Regions from separate parts of the Mus musculus genome. Here regions 2 and 3 are each linked to region 1. A link is a contact called in public HiChIP or PLAC-seq and promoter capture Hi-C data. All regions are on one chromosome and are shown on one strand. The core of a region is the stretch at or near the end of the contact, and the rest is flanking DNA. Distances in the headings are between cores, read along the strand shown. Region 1 holds the start of Prpf40b (pre-mRNA processing factor 40B). Region 2 holds the start of Kcnh3 (potassium voltage-gated channel, subfamily H (eag-related), member 3). Region 3 overlaps Spats2 (spermatogenesis associated, serine-rich 2).

What was found. Promoter capture Hi-C pulls out the DNA fragments that hold promoters and counts their contacts. HiChIP or PLAC-seq counts read pairs in DNA pulled down with a chosen protein or histone mark.
Region 2: a contact with region 1 is called in an H3K4me3 HiChIP or PLAC-seq map of stem cell-derived neural progenitor cells, with 3 times the contacts expected there. The contact joins the promoter of Kcnh3 here to the promoter of Prpf40b in region 1. A contact is called at or near these places in 4 of 39 promoter capture datasets (the C10 cell line, the HPC-7 cell line, macrophages and 1 more), 6 of 484 Hi-C or Micro-C datasets (the N1E-115 cell line, embryonic stem cells and nephron progenitors), 3 of 115 datasets of contacts at active chromatin or transcription factors (embryonic stem cells and stem cell-derived neural progenitor cells) and 4 of 9 other capture datasets (adipose tissue, liver, macrophages and 1 more).
Region 3: a promoter capture Hi-C map of embryonic stem cells shows a contact between it and region 1, with 2.0 times the contacts expected there. The contact joins the enhancer-like site here to the promoter of Prpf40b in region 1. A contact is called at or near these places in 16 of 39 promoter capture datasets (the 3T3-L1 cell line, 3T3-L1-derived adipocytes, the C10 cell line and 10 more), 3 of 484 Hi-C or Micro-C datasets (the N1E-115 cell line and embryonic stem cells), 1 of 115 datasets of contacts at active chromatin or transcription factors (embryonic stem cells) and 3 of 9 other capture datasets (adipose tissue, liver and pancreatic islet).

Annotation. Positions count from the first base shown.
Region 1 is chr15:99,293,957-99,296,656 of GRCm38.p6, forward strand. Prpf40b (pre-mRNA processing factor 40B) reads left to right here and starts at 1,282. Exons shown (of 26, transcript NM_001370635.1): 1 at 1,282-1,472. It also overlaps a transcript of Fam186b not described here.
Region 2 is chr15:99,223,215-99,225,969 of GRCm38.p6, forward strand. Kcnh3 (potassium voltage-gated channel, subfamily H (eag-related), member 3) reads left to right here and starts at 1,378. Exons shown (of 15, transcript NM_010601.4): 1 at 1,378-1,837. The coding sequence starts at 1,762. Gm46538 (a long non-coding RNA gene) reads right to left here and starts at 2,659. Exons shown (of 3, transcript XR_001781769.2): 1 at 1,933-2,659.
Region 3 is chr15:99,204,805-99,207,504 of GRCm38.p6, forward strand. Spats2 (spermatogenesis associated, serine-rich 2) reads left to right here. Exons shown (of 13, transcript NM_139140.1): 10 at 794-903. Among named protein-coding and RNA genes, the nearest start is that of Kcnh3, 18 kb to the right of the region's middle. Within about 2 kb of position 1,352, at least 11 of the 459 cell types and tissues checked have an H3K27ac peak or open chromatin away from gene starts, as enhancers often do. A contact at or near this core is called in embryonic stem cells, where this site is marked.

The DNA of each region.
Region 1 (2,700 bases), core at 32-2,531:
TCGATTAAAGGGGTACACCCACTACCACCTGACATACATTAGATTTAAAGTGCATCATGGATTTGTTATTTGAGATCACTTCAAGAAAGACAAATTAGATCTCAGGGGAAAGGGTTTCTTCCCCTCATGTCCGGCTTTTCATGACGTCCTGGGACATCATTTTAAAGATCAGGTCTCTCACTAGTCAGAAAACACAATGTAGGCTAGTTCGGCTAGCCGCTGAGCCCCAGGGATCTGTCTGCCTCTACAACTCAGTGCTGGCTTGAAGAATGAATATAAGAACTTTTAATACAACTATTGATAAAGCCAAATTGTCTATAGACATAAAGAGGTGTTTTCCTGAGTCAGGTTCAGAAACCTACAGAAGGAAACAGGCAACGTCTTGGTCTTTACCCCGGCTTTGGAGGGGTAAAGAGGTGCAATGCCTCCAACCAGGGCCAGCTGTACTAGCCCAAGAACTTGAGCATGCATGCCCATTAAGTAGCTTCGAGTTCCCTTATCTACATAACTGAACGTTTATCTCTCACTGTAGATGTTACAGAGGCAGATTCTGAAAGTAACCCAGCGCTAAGCGAGAGGCACGTACGCACTCATTTAGGGGATTTGTCGGCTTTGCCCGACACATACGGCTGCTGGCACAGGAGTTTAATTAATAGTTCTTGAATTAAGAAATTAAAACTAAAGCCGGGCGTGGTAGCGCACGCCTTTAATCCCAGCACTCGGGAGGCAGAGGCAGGCGGATTTCTGAGTTCGAGGCCAGCCTGGTGAGTTCCAGGACAGCCAGGGCTACACAGAGAAACCATGTCTCGAAAAAAACCAACAACAACAAAAAATTAAAACTAAAGAAAATACGCAGGGAAAAGAGCCGCTCTGTGAACCGCTGTAGTGCCCTCTGCGCGGGAGAAATTAATGGCTCGGTCCGGTCTGGGTGGTGGCCGCGGAGTCGCGGGCAAGAAGGGGGCTGTGAGCCGGGAGAGCCACGCCGCCCTGCGCAGCCAGCGCGCGGTCAGTCCCAGGCCCGCCCAGGCGCGCTCCGCCCCCGGGGGTGGGCCCAGGCGCGCCCCGCCCCAGGGGGCGGTCCCAGGATTCTGCGCACGTGGGGGCGGGGCCTGGCGCTCCGGGCCGGGGGCGGAGCCGGGCCGGGCACACCGGGCCGGTTGGGGGCTCCGCTCCTCGGCGAGAGCAACCGGAGCCCCGGCCACGAAGGGGTGCGACCCCCCCACTGGCCCCGCCCTCCCGGCCGAAGCCCGGCCAATCAGAGCTGTTTTTACTGGCGAGTGGGCCGAGCCGGCCCAGCTGCTCTGAGGCTCTGGCATGGTAACGTCCCCGCGCGGGGGTGGAGAGGCCCGGGGCTGTCTCACAGCGCCCCCTGCGGCCCGGGCTCGAGCCGGGGAGGCGGGAGGGCCGCCGGGGCACCCGGGACCCTGAGGGAGGGCGAGGGGACCGAGGGGTGAGGAAAAGAAGCCCTGTAGGTAGGTGGGGGCGGGGAGTGAGGGTAGAAGGGGCGGGGAGGCCATTATGGTGCATGGCGGGGGGCGGGGGGGCGGGTGCGACCGGGGGCTGAGGGGACGGAGAGCCTAGGCGCTGTGTGAGGAGGAGGAAGGGATGAAGTGAACGGTGGGTCTGTGGAGAAAGGTCGGGGGCGAAGGGAGGGCAGGCGATGGAAACCAGTTGCCAATCCTAGGCTATTTGGCGTGGCCCGTGCCCCTCCCCCAGACCCAGGCTTGTGCCTTTTGGAAGCCCCAGGTGCCCCTTTGGACCTTAGGGGACACCCTTCCTTACCCATCCGTTCTCAAAACCTGTCTCCCGAGGTTAGGAGGGACTTCTGAGGAAAGAGATGCTCCTGGTTTCCACCTCAGAACCGGAGTAGTCCAAGAAACGGAGGAGCAGAGGCCCCTGGGTCCCAACCCTGGCTCTGCCTTCAGACAGACTGTGGTAACTCTGTGTGACCTTGGGCAAGTCACTACCTTTCTCTGGGCCTTGAATTTCCCATTGACTTTTAAAAAGGAAAATGGGCAGTATGATAAACGGACTCTCCATCCGTTGCAGAAGGGGGCGGGATTTGAGGAGGGAATTCAGGCGAAGGGGTTCTAGGATGCGTCAAGCAGGAGGATGTTGGAGTGGAGACCTTCAGCTTGACTGGGGAAAATTTCTCGGGATTTACGGATAAGAGATTTAAAGCTTGCAAGGCTGGGTCCTGGCAGGCCTGGGCCTTGGGAATCCCGTTGGAGAAATGGGAGAACTCTATAAATAGAGGAAGTTGAACCCTGGAAGTTCAAAAACGATGAGAACCAGAAGTAACAACATTCTGTTTCTTCGGGAGAGTGAAGAGGTGATGGAGGATCAGAAGCAAAATGTTGTATTCTAGAAAGATCTCTAGGCTCTTTGTGGGGAGCAGAAGAAATGCTAGGGCTTACACACCAGAGTAGAGGCTAGGAAGTAGGTGGGGGAGGGGCTGGACCTATTTGGGCTCTGCAGGTCAGTGGAGACAACAGGGTGCTAGAGCTCAGCTGTTCTTTGCAGCGCTCTGCATTGAACCTAGGGCCTTGTTAATGCCGGCAAGAACTGTAGTGCTGAACTACTCTGCCAACCCCGTTTCTTTTTGATGATGGCTGCCTCTCTTTGAGAAATATGCCTCTTAGCCTTCATTTTCTTACAGTTCCTTTGGTGAATAAGTCAGTCCAGGCCTACCTAGGATCA
Region 2 (2,755 bases), core at 128-2,627, 71 kb before region 1:
TAGTAAGTTGTCTTACAAGAAAAGGATTATCTCCTGGACAGCGAGTTCAGAGCAGTACTTAAACCCGGCTCGGCTAGCCGAGTTCTGCAGATGACGCTTTCAACAACAGCCTCGCCCTGGCTTAAAGTGAGCTTTAAAATATTCCTCTGTTTAGCGGGATGCTATCTAACTCCTGGAAAGAAGGTTGCTGCGAGGACTGGAGGGGTTACTCTTTAGCCCTGACCCATCAGGAGTCGGGAACCATATCTGCGGACATTTCAGGCTCGCCTGGGAGCTGGATTTCAGGGTGCAGCAGACTGGGAGGGGGGGACTTCCTCCCTTTCTTCCCAAAGCTCCTGTTCATTTAAATACAGGTGCCTTGAGCTTGGGCTTTACTAGCTGCTGACGGGTAGTTGGAGCAGGGTATACTCCTCTTTCCGACGCTGGTGGCAGTGGGTGTGTCTCCTGCAGGGGAGCAGTGCTGAGCTCCGGCTTCTTCCATTGGAGAGCAAATTGCAGTTTTGGCCCCGGCGGCTTCTCTGGGCGCGGGCGGCAGCCGCGCTCACTGGCAAATCGTAGGAGGGAGGAGGAGCGGCGCTGGCAGGAGAGGCCGCGGGGACGGTCGCGGCGCGCGGGGACAGGGACAGGAGACGGCCGTCCGCCCCTGCTTTCCGCCTCCTCGCTGGAGGTGCGGGCTCCGGGGAGAATCGAACTCCGCGACTAAAGGGGGGGGGGGGCTAGCCAAGCACACACAGGGTTCCTGGACCAGCCTCTGACCCTCCCGCGGCGACAGAAACTTGAGGAAATGCGTGGGGCGAGCGGAGGGCTTGGAGTTCACTTTCCCAATGCGCCCTCTGCGCTCCGGGGTCTCGCCCAAGGCATCTGGACCTCACTCTAGCCTCAGGTTTCCTCAGCTCCTGCTTCCACTTTTCAGGGGAGCCGAGCCGCATCCGGGAAAGGCTTGACTGAACCCGGGGGGAAAAACAGGTTCAGAAGCCTCCCTTTTAGAGAACTCTGCATAGTCAGCGCTCCCCGGGGGCCCCAAACCTTCAACTACTGGACGTTCCCCGCCACCTAGTCGCCAGTTCCCGTTCTCATGACATTATTCTCGTTCCGAAACACATCTACAACACACTCACACACGCTCACGCCCCCAAGCCTTCCTCTGATCCCTCTGCAGGAGAGAGAAGCCCGAGGCTGTCAGGCTGAGCCCACCCGGCCCGGGTTCTCGCCTTAGGGAGTCTGGCAGCGCTAGGGGGCGGCAGCCTTCCCTGCCCCCACCAAGGTCCCAGGGGAGGGGGATCCCTCCGCAGGAGGCCTGTCTCTTTAAGGAGGCGGCCCTGACTGGGTGTGCCCCGTCTCCATGGTTACCCCGGTGCAGGCGGCGGTGCGGGAGGTAGGCTGCCGCTTCTCCCCGACAGACGGAGGGAGCTGCGGGGACCCGGCGCTGAGCCGAGCCCAAGCGGGAGCCACCCCGCTTGCAGAAACAGGAGCCGCGGGCGGACCAAAGGTGCAGAGTGCGCGGTGGCCGCGGGGCCTGCAGCCCGGAATCCGTGGGCGGCGAGGGGTCGCGCGCGCGCCATGCGCCCAGCCCCGACGGTGCGGACGCCCCCTTGTGCGCCGGCAGCTGCTGGGGCCTGCGAGCCTGGGCCGGGCATAGCCCCCCGACGGCTACTCTAGGGGGCGCGGGGCCCGGCGGGGGGCGGCCGAGCCAGGCGCCCTCCCCCGGCGCTGAGTCCCCGCGCCCCGGAGGGATGGGGCGGGCGGCCCCCGCCGCCTAAGATGCCGGCCATGCGGGGGCTCCTGGCGCCGCAGAACACCTTCCTGGACACCATCGCCACCCGCTTCGACGGGACGCGTGAGTCAGGCCCTAGCTCCCTAGCTTCCGGGCAGTAATCCACTGTCGGAACTGCCACCTGCTGCTTGGTGCCCACCAGCCATCCCCTTCCTCACCCCTCTTGAAGCTAGGGCCATTCTCTCCTTCCAGTAAGTGAAGGTTTCCCGGAGGTTTTCAGGGTCAATACTGTAAGATGTCCCTAGGTGCGGGACCGGGATGAGTCAATCTGATCCAGCCTGTCTTATCCTCAGACCTGGCGCGGTTGCAAAGGCCGAGTCGGGTGAAGCGCGGAACCAGTCCTGGTGGACAGCGCAGAGGGCTCACAGAGCCCAGATTTAGAAATAAGATTTGCAAAGGAAGGTAGAGTAGGCGGGATTCAGCAGAGAACTGTGTCTGCAAGCGTATCGCACAGTCTAAACCCGTCGCTTGGAATGCCCACCCGGCCCCAAAGAAGCTGAGCTCCTCTGAGCTCGGGAGACTCACATCCGGACTGGGGAAGTTTGGAAAAGGCAACTTGAGCTTCCAGATTCTGAGTTCCTCTGGCTCTGAACACAGGGAAGTCGTGAAAACAGGGTCCCTCCCCCTCTCGCTCCAGTGGGGCTTCCCAGTTCTGACAAGCGTTCTCCCTCCTGTTGTAGACAGCCTGTAGGAACTCATCACAGAGCTCCCCCACCCCCCAGGCTTCTCCATCTGCTTTGGGCTTGAAGCCTGCTGATTCAGCACCCCTCACTCCCCAATACATTCTTGGCTCCAGGCTCTGTTGTTCAACCACTATCCACACACCGCCATTCTTGATGGCGTTCAATAGTCCCTGAGCCAGGGTGTGCAGCGAACGGGGCATCGGATGCATGGTGGCCTGCTTCCCAGACCAAGCGGTTCTCCGTGGGAGGAGCCACACAGCCAGCCTAGTTATCTAGTTAAGGGATGAACCTGGCAGAA
Region 3 (2,700 bases), core at 102-2,601, 89 kb before region 1:
GCTTCAGGGTGAGAGGCTGTCTCAGGACAGCCTTGCTGGGTATCAGTTCCTAGGCTGGTGGTGAAGTGTCTCGGCTTATTTGTCTGACAGCTCCCAGCTTGGCTTCCTAGGGAGGACTTTTTTATTTTTTATTTTTTTAATCTGTTCTTTACCATATCTGTAGAAACAGGTGCTTTTTTAAAAAGAAGAGTATAAGAGCTTGAATATCTATCATCAGTTGATGTACTAATTGGGTGTGTGTGTAGAGTGGACGGCCGAATGAGACATGAACAGCAGGTTAACAGTGGCTCTGGTAAAGAGAAGATGGTGTGTCTTATAGACTCGGTTTGAGGGAGGGAGAGGTCTGTGCTCTACATAAAGAGACAGTGTTTGGACTATGCAATGGAAGTTGTTAGTGGTTCTCTGACCAGAGACAACAAAGTCAGAAGTGGGGGATGGGGGTGGGGGGGTATGCTTTTGCTTTTAATTTTGTATCTGTTTGTTCTTGGTGAAATTTGTGTCAAATGTTATACATATTTCTGTCTTCATATGTATACTTCTTGAGAACAGACTGGGGGGTGTTAGGAAGAGGAGAGAGAAATGGGAGATGATTTTATAAGTCCTGTAATTCATACGTGTTTGTCTTTTAACTACCTTCAGAGACCCCTCAGCTGGAAGCTGAGCCTCTGGTATCTTCAGTTTCTGCGTGAGTGGGCAGGCAGCTAGGCCCTTGACTGTCGGGACACACTCTGAGGCAGGTACTCACTGCACCTCTAACTGCAGCATAAACGTGACACTCCTTTTTCTTCCACAGTGGAAATCTTGCTCAGCCGGCAGAAGAAAGCGGAGCTTCTAAAGAAGATGACAGATGTGGCCGTTCGCATGTCAGAGGAGCAGTTGGTTGAACTCAGGGCTGATATCAAGGTGAAACTCCCTTCTTCTTTCATTGACTCTCTGGACCAGCCAGCACAGCAAATCTCCAGGAGTCATGGCTTCACCTAACATCCTAAACCCATGGGCTGCCCTTCTGAGCTTGACCCCTTACCAGACTTTTCTTTTAAATGGTTCTGTCATCTATCCAGTTGTTCTGGTAGGAAATCTTAGGAAATGTCTGCGTTTCTCGAATTAAGTCTGTCAGGAAACTCTGCCCATCCTTGAACTTGCTGTTGAATCTTGTTTTCGTTTCCATTCCACCATAAAGATCTTCAGCACCGTCACCTGCTGCTTAGCCTTCTGTGGTAGGCTTGGTTGAGTCTTTCCAGTTGTCCTGATCGTCCCTTCTTCAAACCTGCTCACACTTTAGGATGAACACTGTAATCCTTACACTGACTGCTGGGCTCGCCCTTGTGCCACCCCAGGCTCCTTTTGTGTTCTTCCTCTAGTCATGTTAACGAGCCATTTGCAGACACTTGCTGGCCCTCCCATTTAAAGAACTCTACGCTTGTTTCCCATCTGCCCCGAGCCAGTGTTGGGCTCCCCTCTTCCCGACTCCTGTCATGTCCTCTGTATTGGGCTTTCATGGCAAGTTAGAGTTTTAGGTGGCAAATCTGTCTGGCTCACTAGACTGTGATCAGTACTAAGTAGTCCGTGGCACACTAGCTTAGAACACATGCTTTTAACAGTTTGCTCAAATCTTGTTTTATAGAGAAATGTTAACAATTTAAGATCTTTACTGTATTTTAATCTCCTCATAAACACGTCTGAAGTTTAGCATTCATACCTTTATTGTTTGTCTAAGGCCTTTCTCACTGTGTAGCCCAAACGAGCCTCAACTTTCAGACACTCTTGCCTGCGCCTCCTGAGTGTAAGGATTACGAATGTGAGCACCATGCTTGCCTGGTATCTTTTAACTTTTATAAATTATAATATTTGGAGCCCTGGAGAGCTGGCTCACAGGTTGAGAGCACTGATTGCTTTTCCAGTACCCACGTGGCAGTTAACAACCATCTGTAATTCCAATTTCAGAGTAACTGATGCTTTCTTCTGGCCTCATAGTCTACATGTACATGCATGCAGTCAGAACCCTCATATACATAAAATAAAAATAAATAAACTTTGGGGGGGAGTGTGTTGGGCGGGGAGGGAGACGTGTGTAAGGCTCTGTGGTTAAGAACGCTTGCTGCTTTGCCGAGGAGCCGGCTTCAATTCTCAGCACTCACACGGTGGCTCACAACTATCTATGGCTTCAGTTCCAGGGCCTCTAACACCCTCTTCTGTCCAAGGCCCCCTAGGGCACCAGCCACACATGAAGTTTACATACATAGACTCAAGCAATTACTTGTTACACATAAAGGAAAGTACATGAATTGCTTAAAAAAAAAAAAAAAAAAAAAAAAAAAGGTATTTCTGAGAATAAGTGTGTGAGCCCCAGACGCTGGATTGTTGTCGGTTCCCGTGGAGAGTGTGCTCTAAGTCATTTATAAACAGGAAGCTTTCGGGGCCAGGAGAGGGGGCTTTCTATTCCTCAGCCTTTCACCGCCGCTGTTTCCAAACATGGGCTTTGCTCCCATGTTTGAGGGGAATGCTTCCCGTGCAGGCCTGGGACAGGCATGGGGTAAGGTAAGCTAGGCCCTCCCGGGTCCGGGTTCACACAGACCCGCCCTCCTCCCCTGAGAACTGATTGGTGTGTGAGAGCCGGCAGGTGTAAAGTGTCAGTGACGTTCCTGCTCCCCGACAGTCCATTGCGACACTGGATGGTATCCCCCTCACACTGGTGCCACT